Linked DNA regions of Sus scrofa: region 2 is linked to region 1. A link is a contact called in public HiChIP or PLAC-seq data. All regions are on one chromosome and are shown on one strand. Each heading gives the region's core, a stretch centred on a gene start, on an enhancer-like site or on the middle of the called end of the contact. The rest is flanking DNA. Distances are from core to core; before and after follow the strand shown. Region 1 holds the start of RPL27 (ribosomal protein L27). Region 2 holds the start of BECN1 (beclin 1).

Region 1 (6,749 bases), core at 2,411-4,910:
AAAGACTCTAGAGACTGCTGGTTTTGGTGTGTAAGTCTCTCTGGGTGTTAACTACCCATCTGATCCAGATCAGTACTTCGCTGAGCAATGCCTGGCTCCTGGCCTCTCTGCCTCTTCTCTGCGCCCTGCCCTGGGTCAACTCAGCTTTGGTGGTGTTTCCCCCCACCCCCACTTGAACAAAACACTGAAAAGTGTCCTTGGCATTACCATCCTGTCTTGCCCAGGCCTGCAGTCCTATCTCCACAGCAGATCTCACCACACATGCCACTTTTGGAATTGGCATTTTTCAATTCACTTGTCTGGATACCATATGGGGGGGTGGGTGAAAAGTGCTATAGCTATATGGTATAACCCTGGATCACCCCAGTATCATTTCTTCCTTTTCTTTTCTTTCTTCCTCCCTCCCTCTTCTTTTCTCTTTTTTTGTCTCTTGGGGGCCACAGCCACAGCAATGCGGGATCCAAGCCATGTCTGGTTCCTACATCACAGCTCATGGGAACATGGATCCTTAACCCACAGAGTGAGGCCAGGAATCAAACCGGCATCCTCATGGGTACTAGTCAGGTTAGTAACCCACTGAGCTACAACAGGAACTCCATGGTGATGCATCTTTGATAAGCATCCCAAGCAATTGTGACCCACACAAAATTTTGAGGAGGGACCAGAGAAAGGACTGAGGCTGGATCAGTTAGGGAGCAGGTGAAAAAGGATAGGAAAAAAAGATTTAAAATACATGGCAAACTCAGGATTTAGGGGATTTCCCCAGTGTCTCAGCAGGTTAAGGCTCCAGTGTTGTCTCTGCTGTGGCAGTTCACTGCGGGCAAAGCCAAAAAAAATTCATAGGATTTAGTTGCTGGCTTGATTTGAAGAGTTTTAGTATGAGAGAAGAGTTCAAGACAATAAGATTTCAGGGTTTGGTTTCTATTTTCCAAGAGAGAAACCAAAAGAGGCAGAAGCAGATCAGGAGGCTGAGAGAAGACAATGGAGGTGGAAGAGGCCAGGGTCGTGTGGCGGGGTGGGAAAAGCACCAGCTTGGGAATGGGGGGACCCTGCTCTGCGCCACCAACTCTGACTTTGCTGCTCTAGAACTGTCCTCTCATCTTTGAGAGGACAGAGAAGCTGATCTCTGAGGTCCTTTCCAACTCTGAAATATCTTCCAAATGAAAGCAGAAACCATTTTCACTGACTATAGGACTCTAAGTACATAGTTAGGGTGATAAACCATTGAAACAAGGTCCTGAGAGCTGCAGGGGTAACTGGTCCCTGGAGAGCCTCAAGAAGAGAAATGATGAAACCTTGATTGTTCCCACAACTTGCCCAAGACCAATCCTATAGATTTGTCAGTGTTCAGATGAGCATAAACTGTAAGATGGTTTCTCTTTCTTTTTAACTCGGAAGACACCTAAAAAACCATCTAGTAAACCAGCTATAATGGAAAAAAATAGAAATCATTAAAGAAAATAAGTTCAGGGAGTTCCCGTTGTGGCGCAGTGGTTAACGAATCGACTAGGAACCATGAGGTTGCGGGTTCGGTCCCTGCCCTTGCTCGGTGGGTTAAGGATCCGGCGTTGCCATGAGCTGTGGTGTAGGTTGCAGACGCGGCTCGGATTCCGAGTTGCTGTGGCTCTGGCGTAGGCTGGTGGCTACAGCTCCGATTAGACCCCTAGCCTGGGAACCTCCATATGCTGTGGGAGCGGCCCAAGAAATGGCAAAAAGACAAAAAAAAAAAAGTTCATAATAACATCTGAAAAAAAAAAAAAAAACATCTAATAGAGCACAGACCATGGCTGCCAAGTGGGAGGAGGGAGGGAGTGGGATAGATTGGGAGTTTGGAGTTAGTAGATGCAAACCATTACATTTAGAATTGATAAACAGCAAAGTCTTACTGTATAGAACAGGGAACTACATCCAATCTGGGATAGACCATAATGGAAAAGAATATAAAAGAATGTAGGGAGTTCCACTGTGGCTCAGTGGTAATGAACCCTACTAATATCCATGATGATGTGGGTTTGATCCCTGACCTCGATCAGTGGGTTAAGGATCCCGTGTTGCTGAGAGTTGCAGTATAGGTCTCAGACATGGCTCACATCTGGCATGGCTATGGCACAGGCCAGCAGCTGCATCTCTGATTCAACCTCTAGTCTGGGAACTTCTATGTGCCATAGGTTTGGCCCCTAAAAAGCAAAAATAAGAGAAATGTATACAGTTTTGATCCCTGGCCTAGGAACATATGCATGCCTCAGGTATGGCCAAAAAAAAAAAAAAGGAATGTGTATATGTACATATAATTTGCTGTACAGCAGAAATTGGCACAACATTGTAAATCAACCACACTTTAATTAAAAAAAAAAGAACCATCTAAGAACACTCTTCCAGGAGTTCCCTTGTGGTGCAATTGGTTAAAAGATCCTATGTCCTCACTGCAGCAGCTTGGGTCCCTGCTGCGGTGTGGGTTCAGTCCCTGGTCGGGGAACTTTCACATGCCAGCAGGTGCGGCCAAAAAATAAATAAAATTAGGTTTTTAAAAAATAAACACTTCCAATGAGTGATGGGAATACCTAAGATGCAGAGTTGTGAGAATTAAAAAGGCAGTTGACCTACCTAAAGTGCCTAGCATCTTGCTTGACACAGAGTAGGTGCTCAGTTTGGGGACGGGGTAAACAGCATGGGCTCGGGAAGACTGCTTGAGTCTGCGTCCCCAGCTTGATCACTTACTAACTGTGCATTTGGGGCAAGTTACTTAACCTCTCTAAGCCAAAGGATCTTCAACAGGAGAATGGAGATAACAGTGCTTCATCTCCTAGTGTTGTTATGAGGATCAAAAGAGATAACATATGTAAATAAGCTGGGTCTGACACAAGGTATACAGCTGCTGGCATCACCGTAAAGTCCTTCATCTCTCTCTCCTATTCTAGTCCGTTATGTCTCTGACATCAGTAGACTTTAAATGTTGAAGGCAAGTACTCTGATTCGATTGATTTTCGTCTCTCCCTCCTTAGCCTGACAGGGCACACAGTTGGCACTATGAATGTCCCATTTCGTTCCCGACTCTTCCAAGGCAAAAAGGTAAATTTCAAACTGCGCCTCCCCCACCTCCTAGCGCCACACAAAGGAACTACTGGCAGGGGGACGGTGGACAGCTGCCTTTCGGTAAAAGCCTTCCGAGGGAGGCACAGCTCCTTTGCCCTGTCTACTGCTGCAGCTGCTAATAAAGTTTGTTTTGAATAAATAGGCTGCCAAGCCTTCCTATTCCCTTAAGAGCTTCTTCCGCCCTCAACACGGATTCGGAGCGCTACGCATGGGGCGGGAGCGAAGCCTGAGGGGCGGGACAGGAAGTGAGATCACCCTCCGCGGGGTGAAAGGTTAGCGGAAGTACTCTTTCTTCCTTTCCGCTGTATCCCCGAGTGGTCGCTGCTGGTGAGTAGAGGTTTGGGTAGGGTTTCCCAATCCGCCGCCATCCGCGGCCTGGGGGTCGACTTGGGGGTTGGTGTCGACACTTTCTGTCCCTTGGGGTCTGGCGGCTTCGTTCCGGATCCTGTCCTGCGAGCACGACCCGCAAGCGGCCTGAGCTGAGGCGACAGTGAGCGCAGCCTGAAGTTCGGGCCCACCGCTTGAACTTGCGGATTCCTGAGCGACTCCTTCTCCTTCCTCTGCAGAAATGGGCAAGTTCATGAAACCCGGGAAGGTGGTGCTGGTCCTGGCTGGTCGCTACTCCGGACGCAAAGCGGTCATCGTAAAGGTACTAGCCTGTGCGCCCTCTTATCCCGGGGATCGGTGAGGGGAGGGTAGAGGGGCTGCAGCTTGGAATTTGAGGCTTAGTTTGGAGCCTTACCCACTGAGCATTGCGAGTTAAGGGATGGAGGTGAATACATGGGAGCTTTTGAGAGAGAAAGTTGCAAAGTAAAAAGTAGGAGTTGAATGGGGCAGCAACGCATCTTGTATCCAAAGGTTTTAAGTAGCAATAATGGCCAGCGTGTTAGGTGCTGCAGCTGGCAAGGAATTGTTTCATAGTCAAAATAGTCACTTAGCATCTTCCTGGTAGGAATGATTGATACCACCCTTATTGCTATTACTCTTTGGGTATATACTACTATAGCACTTAAATGTTAGCTTTGTATGGTTTTTATAATAGTGGGTCTTAGAGACTTATGGGGTGGGGTTATTCTTTATCCACGCCCTACATCTAGCTCAGGGTGTAAATAGCAATGACGAAGTAATTCTTTTTTTTTTTTTTTTTTAAGTAATTATAAATAACAAATGTACTCCTTGCTCAATCAGAACATTGATGATGGCACCTCAGACCGACCCTACAGCCATGCTCTGGTGGCTGGAATTGATCGCTATCCCCGCAAAGTGACAGCTGCCATGGGCAAGAAGAAAATTGCCAAGAGATCAAAGATTAAGTCTTTTGTGAAAGTTTATAATTATAATCACCTCATGCCCACAAGGTGAGCATTTCAAGAATGGGAATGAAAGTGACTTTTTCTACCTTTTCCCTTTCTCTGGCCGGCTGAGTAAGGAGACACCCTTATAGCCACTCCAGTGTAGGGAGGAGACATCATCTTCAATTTGTCCCCTTGGCTGTGGTTTCCAGTTGTCTAGAGACTTGCCTGACTTGGCCAAGCTGGATCGAAAAATCTCTTCCTGTCTTGATCTAAGTGTTGAGTAAAGATTCTTCCATTTCTTTCCAGCCACAGTAAACTCAGACATAGGATCTGAATTGCCCTCTTCCACGCAAGGATAGTAGTTATTAGAGGGTAGGTACTTGTGAAAAATCAAGAATGAAGTTTTTCAGTGGCTTGACTCGATGTAAATGAATTTATTAAAATTGGGTGTTTCCAAAGAACATCATCAGGACTTTAGCAGTTTTTTGTTTTGTTTTGTTTTTCCCTTTTTGGCCGCACGTGAGGCATGCCTAAGTTCTGGGCCAGGGATCAATCCCATACCACAGCAATGACCCAAGTGCTGCAGTGACAACACTAGATCCTTAACCCACTTAGCCACAAGAAAACTTGTTGGGGGTGGGGTGTTTTTTGTCTTTTTAGGGCCACACCCACGGCATGTGGAAGTTGCCAGGCTAAGGGTCTAATCGGAGCTATAGCTGCGGACCTAGCCAGAGCCACAACAATGCTGGACCTTTAACCCACCGAACGAGGCCAGGGATTGAACCACAACCTCGTGGTTCCTAGTCGGGTTTGTTAACCACCGAGCCACTATGGGAACTCCAGCAGTTTTTGATAATAGTTCCTGTGGAGTCAACCAGTGTCCCATGGTGGGGATAGTGAGAGCTTTGGCAGCATATGGGCTGCTCCTACCTCTGCCATTGTCCCCAGGTACTCCGTGGATATCCCCTTGGACAAAACTGTTGTCAATAAGGATGTCTTCAGAGACCCTGCACTCAAACGCAAGGCCCGACGAGAGGCCAAGGTCAAGTTCGAGGAGAGGTAAGTCGGCTTTGGTGGTGAATGATGGGATATAGTTTCACTGTTCTCCGTGAAGATAATTTTGTCTTAATGTCATTCCTCACCTCACTGGTGTCCCTTTTTCCCCCCTTCTAGATACAAGACCGGCAAGAACAAATGGTTCTTCCAGAAGCTGCGGTTTTAGGTCTGTCTTATTTCGGTCATTAAAATTAAAAAAAAGAAAATATCCCTGTGTCTGCCTGCTTCTTGTATTACTAGACTGGGAAAAAAACATTCATACAGTGAGAGACCTTGGGTGGTAGATCCAGGGATGTGGTAAAATACCAAAGCTAAATCTGCATTTGAGACCTAGACTACTACTTTCATCAGCCTCATAATGTTTTAATGGTCCAACTGCCCTAAGTGGATAAAATATACTGAACCTTTTGCCTGACATTTTTCCGTGTGGAATTGTTTTAAGCATCCCTGACTTGGGCCCTAGAGAACCTAAGACATTCTGAGCCCCTCCCTCTTCCCCCACCCTCATTTGGTGACAACCAAAAGCCCCTCTGAGTGTACTTCATCTACTTTGGATTGAGACTTATTAACTTGAAGTGATTTTTTTAAACCAGAGTGCCAGGTCTGATAAGTCAGAATTTCCAGCAACTTGGAAGTTCCTGTGTGGCAATGGGTTAAAGATGTGGCATTGCTACAGTTGTGACCAAAAAAGAATTTCTAGCAACTTGTCACATGGTGCTGGTGCTGCTTAGATGAGGACCATCCTGGAGATATCTAAATAGGGATGGACACCAGCAATGAAGCCCTGAGCCCTGGTGGGGCCGGGGGGAGCTCTCCTAAATGGTCTGGCTGACAGTGATTGGCGAGAAATGGTGTAATTCAAGGGACTTGGGCACTGGGTTGTCACCACTTGCAGAAACATTTTATTCATTGGCCATTTAACTGGCCAGGTTTTACTGCTGAAATAGGCTCCAGCTGAGCCAGTTTTAAATCACTAAATGGAATCAGGATTAAAGCTGGTCTATCTGCCAAACTCCATACTTGGCACACTTCCATCTAGGTTGGGGGCAAGTGGATTGAGAAAGGGGCTCAGTAAATTACTTTGTGGAAATCCTGGGCTAGAAGATAAATAGAAATCATGTGTCAATTGATTAGCCATTAGGTGTAGGATGTCCCTGTTAGGTAGCTTGCCTACTCAGAGTCACAAAACCCTCCTCGGACTGAAAATTCAAATTCTTTTCCACTCCACCTAAAAGCCCAAGATCAGGAGTTCCTGTCGTGGTGTAGTGAAAACGAATCCAATTAGGAACTATGAGGTTTCGAGTT
Region 2 (6,732 bases), core at 3,522-6,021, 150 kb before region 1:
CAAATCCCAAGTCCCATTTGATTTCTTTTTTTTTCTTTTTTTCTTTTTTCTTTTTGCCTTTTCTAAGGCTGCTCCTGCGGGATATGGAGGTTCTCAGGCTAGGGGTCAAATTGGAGCTGTAGCCGCTGGCCTACGCCAGAGCCACAGCAACACGGGATCTGAGTCACATCTGCAACCTACACCACAGCTCACGGCAAGGCTGGATCCTTAACCCACCGAGCAAGGCCAGGGATCGAACCCGCAACCTCATGGTTCCTAGTCGGATTCGTTAACCACTGAGCCATGACAGGAACTCCCCATTTGATTTCTTATGGGGAACAGCATTTCCTAACTATGTCAGGCTCTGTTATAGTTAAGCTGGCATTTTCTCAGCACTTACCAGTCGGGGTAGGGAAGAGAATGCCCTATATCATGTCACATGGAAAAAGCCAGAGCAGACTGCAATGAAGTTTGCCATGGCATAGAACAAAGTAGATAATTTTATCTTTTTCATACTTTGAGACAATTTATATATGATTGGAATCTTTTTTAATCAAAATCTTATGACATCTATCTTTGACAAGAAAATGATCACTCATGTTAGCACAGCTTAGAAAAATGACATGTTCTCTAACACTGACAACCCTTTCTAGCTATTTAATGCATGGACACAATTTGACGTCTGAACCAAGATACTTTAGAGACTCCAGAGGAGTGGATGTTAAGCATCAGCAATGACAACAGAAGTAAATCGGGAATGCCCTGGGACAAGGTGGATACACAGGTCATTCCGTCTTACATATAATGGTTTATAATTCTACTTCTAATAAACAAACGCCTTGCTCCACATGTTCAAATGGATGCCTCCTTCAGTAACCCTGTGACCTCAGGTGCACTTCTGCATCTCCAATGATCCACAGTGGCCTGACTGCAGAATTGTCTTTTGTTTTTTTTTGTTTTTTCTTTGTCTTTTTGCTATTTCTAGGGCCACTTCTGTGGCATAGGGAGGTTCCCAGGCTAGGGGTCTAATTGGAGCTGTAGCTGCCAGCCTACACCACAGCTCACGGCAATGCCGGATCCTTAACCCACTGAGCAAGGCCAGGGATCGAACCCACAACCTCATGGCTCCTAGTTGGATTTGTTAACCACTGAGCCACAACGGGAACTCCAGAATTGTCTTTTGTTAACCAGAGATCCCAAACGTCTGGGGGCTCTAGAAGCACCAAGTACCATGCAGAAACCCACTTTGCATTCCAGTGTGTTCATACCTCTCCTGGATTAGCCTCTTCCTCCTGGGTCTCTCCTGGTTTCACCTGGGCTGTGGCAAGTAATGGAGCTAAGAGCAAAGAAAACACTGAGTCTTTCAGAAAGAGTCTTAGAACAGAAGCATGTATAAAAGTATGAAAAAAGAATCAGAAATATCCTCATTGGCACCCTCACCTCCCCCTTTTCCTTAAAGTACAATTTACACAAAGAAGAATCTGTTGTTGTCTTCGCCTTACCCCCAATAAGTCAAATTAAAGTTTTCTGGTTTTTTGTTTTGTTTTGTTTGTCTTTTTTGCCATTTCTAGGGCTGCTCCCGCGGCATATAGAGGTTCCCAGGCTAGGGGTTGAATCGGAGCTGTAGCTGCCGGCCTAGGTCACAGCCATAGCAACACAGGATCCGAGCCATGTCTGCAACCTACACCATAGCTCACGGCAATGCTGGATCCTCCGCCCACTGAGCAAGGCCAGGGATCAAACCCACAACCTCATGGTTCCTAGTCGGATTCATTAACCACTGCGCCACAACAGGAACTCCAAGAATTGTTAAATTTTTTCGGTATAATGGTATGTCTTTAAGGAGACAACTTATCGTTCAAAAATACTAAAAATACTGAAATATTGGATCTTCCTGTTGTGGCTCGAGCAACGAACCCTTCTAGTATCCATGAGGATGAGGGTTTGATCCCTGGCCTTACTCAGTGGGTTAAAGATCTGATGTTGCTGTGAGCTGTGGTGTAGGTCACAGGTGCAGCTCAGATCCTGAGTTGCTGTTCCTGAAGCTGTGGCTGGCAGCCGCAGCTCCCATTTGACCCCTAGCCTGGGAACTTCCATATGCTGCCCCTGTGGCTCTAAATAAAAATAAATGAAAATACTGAAACATTTATATGTTTAGATTTGTTTCAAAATAATTTGGGGGGAGGGGAATGGATGGGACTGTAGATGAAACATGGTTAGCTATGTATTGATAATTGTTGAAGCTGGGTGATGAGTACACAGGGATTCATCATTAAACTTTGAAGTTTCCCTTAACAAAAGTTAACACTCCCTTTCCCCAGAATAATTTGGAAGGAACATGAGAGAACTTTCTGAGAAGATGAAACCTTTCTACATCACAATGTAGATCTAAGTTACATGAGTGTACCCATTTGTCCGAAATGTACAGCTAAGATTTGTACATTTCAATGCATGAGAATTTACCTTCAAAAAAGTGGGGGGGGTAAAAAGCAAAATAATTGAGTGGGGATGGGAGATGAGTGGAGGTATAGAGAAAACAAGAATGGCAAAAAGTAGCTAATTGTTAAATCTAGATGGGAGTTCCCGTCGTGGCGCAGTGGTTAACGAACCTGACTAGGAACTGTGAGGTTGCGGGTTCGGTCCCTGCCTTTGGTCAGTGGGTTAATGATCCGGCGTTGCTGTGAGCTGTGGTGTAGGTTGCAGACGCGGCTCGGATCCCGTGTTGCTGTGGCTCTGGCGTAGGCTGGTGGCTACAGTTCCAATTCAACCCCTAGCCTGGGAACCTCCATATGCCAAGGGAGCAGCCCAAAGAAATAGCAAAAAGGGGAGTTCCCGTCGTGGCGCAGTGGTTAACGAATCCGACTAGGAACCATGAGGTTGCGGGTTCGGTCCCTGCCCTTGCTCAGTGGGTTAACGATCTGGCGTTGCCGTGAGCTGTGGTGTAGGTTGCAGACGCGGCTCGGATCCCGAGTTGCTGTGGCTCTGGCGTAGGCCGGTGGCTACAGTTCCGATTCAACCCCTAGCCTGGGAAGGAGCGGCCCAAGAAATAGCAACAACAACAACAAAAAAAGACAAAAAAAAAAAAAAGAAATAGCAAAAAGACAAAAAAAAATACATAAATAAAATAAAATAAAGCTAGATGATGGATACAAGAGAGTTCATTATGCTATTTTCTTGACTGTATGTTTGAAATTTTCCAAATACCTTGAGATTATCTGATACTTTGCCGATAAAGAAACCAAGAAATCAAGGCTTAGAGAGGTGAAGTAACTTGCAAAAAGTCATTCAGTTAGTAAATGACTGTCAGGATTTAAATCCAAGCGGGGCGTTCCCATCGTGGCTCAGTGGAAACAAATCTGACTAGCACTCATGAGGACACAGGTTCGATCCCTGGCCTTGCTCAGTGGGTTAAGGACCTGGCGTTGCTGTGGCTGTGTTGCAGACCAGCAGCTACAGCTCTGATTGGAACCCTAGCCTGGGAACCTCCATATGCCACGGGTGCAGCCCTAAAAAGCCAAAAAAAAAAAAAAAAAAAAAAAAATCCAAGCAGGCTAACTCCAGACTTGTGAGTTTATTTACACTGCCTATTCAGGTGTTCCCTCTTGGCTTAAGGTTAAGAACCTGGTGTTGTCACTGCTATAGCTCTGGTTACAGAGCTGTGGTGTGGGTTCGATCCCTGGCCCAGGAACTTCTGCAAGTGGTGCAGCCAAAAAACAAAGCCAAAACAAAAAAACCTACCTATTCGGTCTTTTTTTTCTAGCTTTATGTCACTTCCTAGGACTTTGAGAACCTTGTTCCTCTACTTACCAGCTGGGTAAGTTATTTAACCTTTCTTAGCCTTAACCCTTCATGGGTAAAAGATAACTTTACTACTACTCCACAAGGGAGTAAAACTGTACTACTCCATAGGGGTTGCTGCAGGGACTAAACTAAAAGTAAAGCATGTAATGCACTTGGTATATGGCAAGCCCTCAACAAATGCTGTTTAATATTATATATACACATTCCTTTACTATGAAGCAACAAGAGCAGAAAACTAAGGACCTTTCCTTGCTATAGAAAGCTCTCAGGAGTACACAGTGTCAGAACTCCTCTATGTTTCCTATGAGAAAACAAAAAGCCAGAGAGATGAAGGGACTTTTCTAGGCTCAGGAGGCATGTCTATGGCAGATGTATAGTCCTTAAGATCTTCATTTCCAAAGCTGCCCACTTTCAACGATCCTGACCACCCTCTTTCCAAGGGTCCTCGCTAACCTGTAAGCTCCTGAATGGTAACACGATCCAGGATCTTGAAGCTCGTGTCCAGTTTCAGGGGCTGGCTGCAGCGCTGACACACGAAGCTCACCTGCATGGTGCTGCTGGATGTCTTAGACCCCTCCATCCCTGCGGCGGTGGAAAGGAAAGGATGTTACGGAAAACCGGCGCCCTGAACCCTCGGTCTGGGGCTCCACCTGCCTTGCTGGTGTGGTGCAGGGGTAAAATCCCCGCCCGCGCCGTTCCCTGAAGGACCGGTGGGGTACCAGGCGGACCTCTTCCGGGGTTAGCCCCAGCAAAAGCGGTTTACGACCCAAAGACAAGGAGGGTTTGCAATAGGGACTGTCAAGGTTTCCAGGTTCCCTTCCAAGGACGCGGTTCAGCCACGCATGCTCTTCACCTCGGGACCCGGAGCCCGCTACCCTGGTCCGGTCTACCGCGGGGGCATCGTGGCCGTGGGTCTACCCGGGACCAGGGCCTCCAAAATTGCCATCGCCTAGCCTTCACCTACTTCCCGGTCGGCCAGCGGAGGACTTCCGTCGGGACCGGATGTGACGTCACAGCAGCTGCCGCAGCTGAGGGTAGGGGAGTTCAGTCGCCGTCCACCCTCTCCTGTCCGGCTGCGGCATCTAGGGGCTGAGCTAGGAAACGCGGCAGGCATGGGCTGGAGGGCCGGTGCTGGGGGGCGGGGAAGTGGAAGGACCGAATTGGGAGGGAGTCAGGACAATCCATCCTTCTCTAATTTAGTTTTTAATACCTATAAAGTTATGCCCCCCCTTTTTTTGTCTTTTTAGGGACCCACCCGCGGCATATGGAGGTTCCCAGGCTAGGGCTCCAAGAAGCTGCCGGCCTAGGACACAGCTGCGCAGTCTCCGAGCTGAGTCTGCAGCCTACACCACAGCTCACTGCAACGCCGCATCCTTAACCCACTGATCAAGGCCAGGGATCGCAGCCACCTCCTCTTGGATGTAGGTCGGTTCGCTACCCGCTGAGCCACGGCAGGAAATACAAAGTTATACTTTTTTTTTTTTTTTCCTTTTTATGGCCACACGTGGGACATATGGAAGTTCCCAGGCTACGGGTCCAATCTGAGCTGCAGCTGTCGGCCGATGCCACAGCCACCCAAACGCCAGATCCGTTTGGCATCAGCAACCTGTTCTGCAGCTTGTGGCAACACCAGATCCTTAACCCATTGAGCGAGGCCAGGGATCTACTATTCGGACTCTTAACCCTCTGAGCCACAATGGGAACTCCTTCATTTTCTATTTCTTTTTTTTTCTTTTTTTTTGTCTTTTTGCTATATCTTGGGCCGCTCCCGCGGCATATGGAGGTTCCCAAGCTAGGGGTGGAATCGGAGCTGTAGCCACCAGCCTACGCAGAGCCACAGCAACACGGGATCCGAGCCGCGTCTAGCAACCTACACCACAGCTCACGGCAACGCCGGATCCTTAACCCACTGAGCAAGGGCAGGGACCGAACCCGCAACCTCATGGTTCCTAGTTGGATTCGTTAACCACTGCGCCACGACGGGAACTCCCCATTTTCTATTTCTATATAAGTTTCAATTATAATTAGGGAAAGTGGAACACTTCAGGTTGAAATGAATTATAAAATTTTAAAACTAAAACTTTTTTTTTTCTTAGTGCAGGAAAATCAATGGAACAGAATGTAGTTAAAAAATAAGCCAAGGCGTTCCCGTCATGGCTCAGTGGTTAACGAATCCGACTAGGAACCATGAGGTTGAGGGTTCGATCCCTGGCCTTGCTAAGTGGGTTAAGGATCCGGCGTTGCCGTGAGCTGTGGTGTAGGTCGAAGACATGGCTCGGATCCCGTGTTGCTGTGGCTCTGGCATAGGCCGGCGGCTACAGCTCTGATTGGACCCCTAGCCTGGGAACCTCCATATGCCGTGGGATTGGCCCAAGAAAAATGGCAAGAAGACAAAAAAAAAAAAAAAAAAAGCCAAGTAGGAGTTCCCTTTGTGGAGCAGCGGAAACGATTCTGACTAGCATCCATGAGGATGCAGGTTCCATCCCTGGCCTCACTCAGTGGGTGAAGGATCCTGAGTTGCCATGATCTGTGTTGTAGGTCGCAGACACAGCTTGGATCCTGCTTGTTGTGGCTGTGGCGTAGGCCAGCAGCTGCAGCTCCGATTCCACCCCTATCCTGGGAACTTCCATATGTGGCCCTAAAAAAAGCAAAAAAAAAAAAAAAAAAAAAAAGCCAAGTATACTAGGGGGTTTGGTATGTGATAAAGCTGGTATTTTATTTATTTTATTTTAATTTTAATTTTTTATTTTTTGTCTTTTCTAGGGCTGCACCCTCAGCATATGGAGTTCCCAGGCTAGGGGTCCAATCGGAGCTACAGCTGCCGGCCTACATCACAGACACAGCAACACAGGATCCGAGCCGGGACTGCAAACTACACCACAGCTCATGGCAATGCCAGATCCTTAACCCACTGAGCAAGGCCAGGGATTAAACCGGCAGCCTCATGGTTCC

What was found. HiChIP or PLAC-seq counts read pairs in DNA pulled down with a chosen protein or histone mark.
Region 2: a contact with region 1 is called in an H3K27ac HiChIP or PLAC-seq map of alveolar macrophages. The contact joins the promoter of BECN1 here to the promoter of RPL27 in region 1. A contact is called at or near these places in 1 of 5 promoter capture datasets (liver) and 2 of 2 datasets of contacts at active chromatin or transcription factors (alveolar macrophages and skeletal muscle).

Annotation. Positions count from the first base shown.
Region 1 is chr12:19,891,113-19,897,861 of Sscrofa11.1, reverse strand. RPL27 (ribosomal protein L27) reads left to right here and starts at 3,660. Exons shown (of 4, transcript NM_001097479.1): 1 at 3,660-3,742; 2 at 4,282-4,451; 3 at 5,337-5,447; 4 at 5,562-5,652. The coding sequence starts at 3,662. The coding sequence ends at 5,610. RUNDC1 (RUN domain-containing protein 1) reads left to right here. Exons shown (of 5, transcript XM_021066967.1): 5 at 1-3.
Region 2 is chr12:20,040,009-20,046,740 of Sscrofa11.1, reverse strand. BECN1 (beclin 1) reads right to left here and starts at 4,771. Exons shown (of 12, transcript NM_001044530.1): 1 at 4,634-4,771; 2 at 4,234-4,362; 3 at 1,248-1,315. The coding sequence starts at 4,360.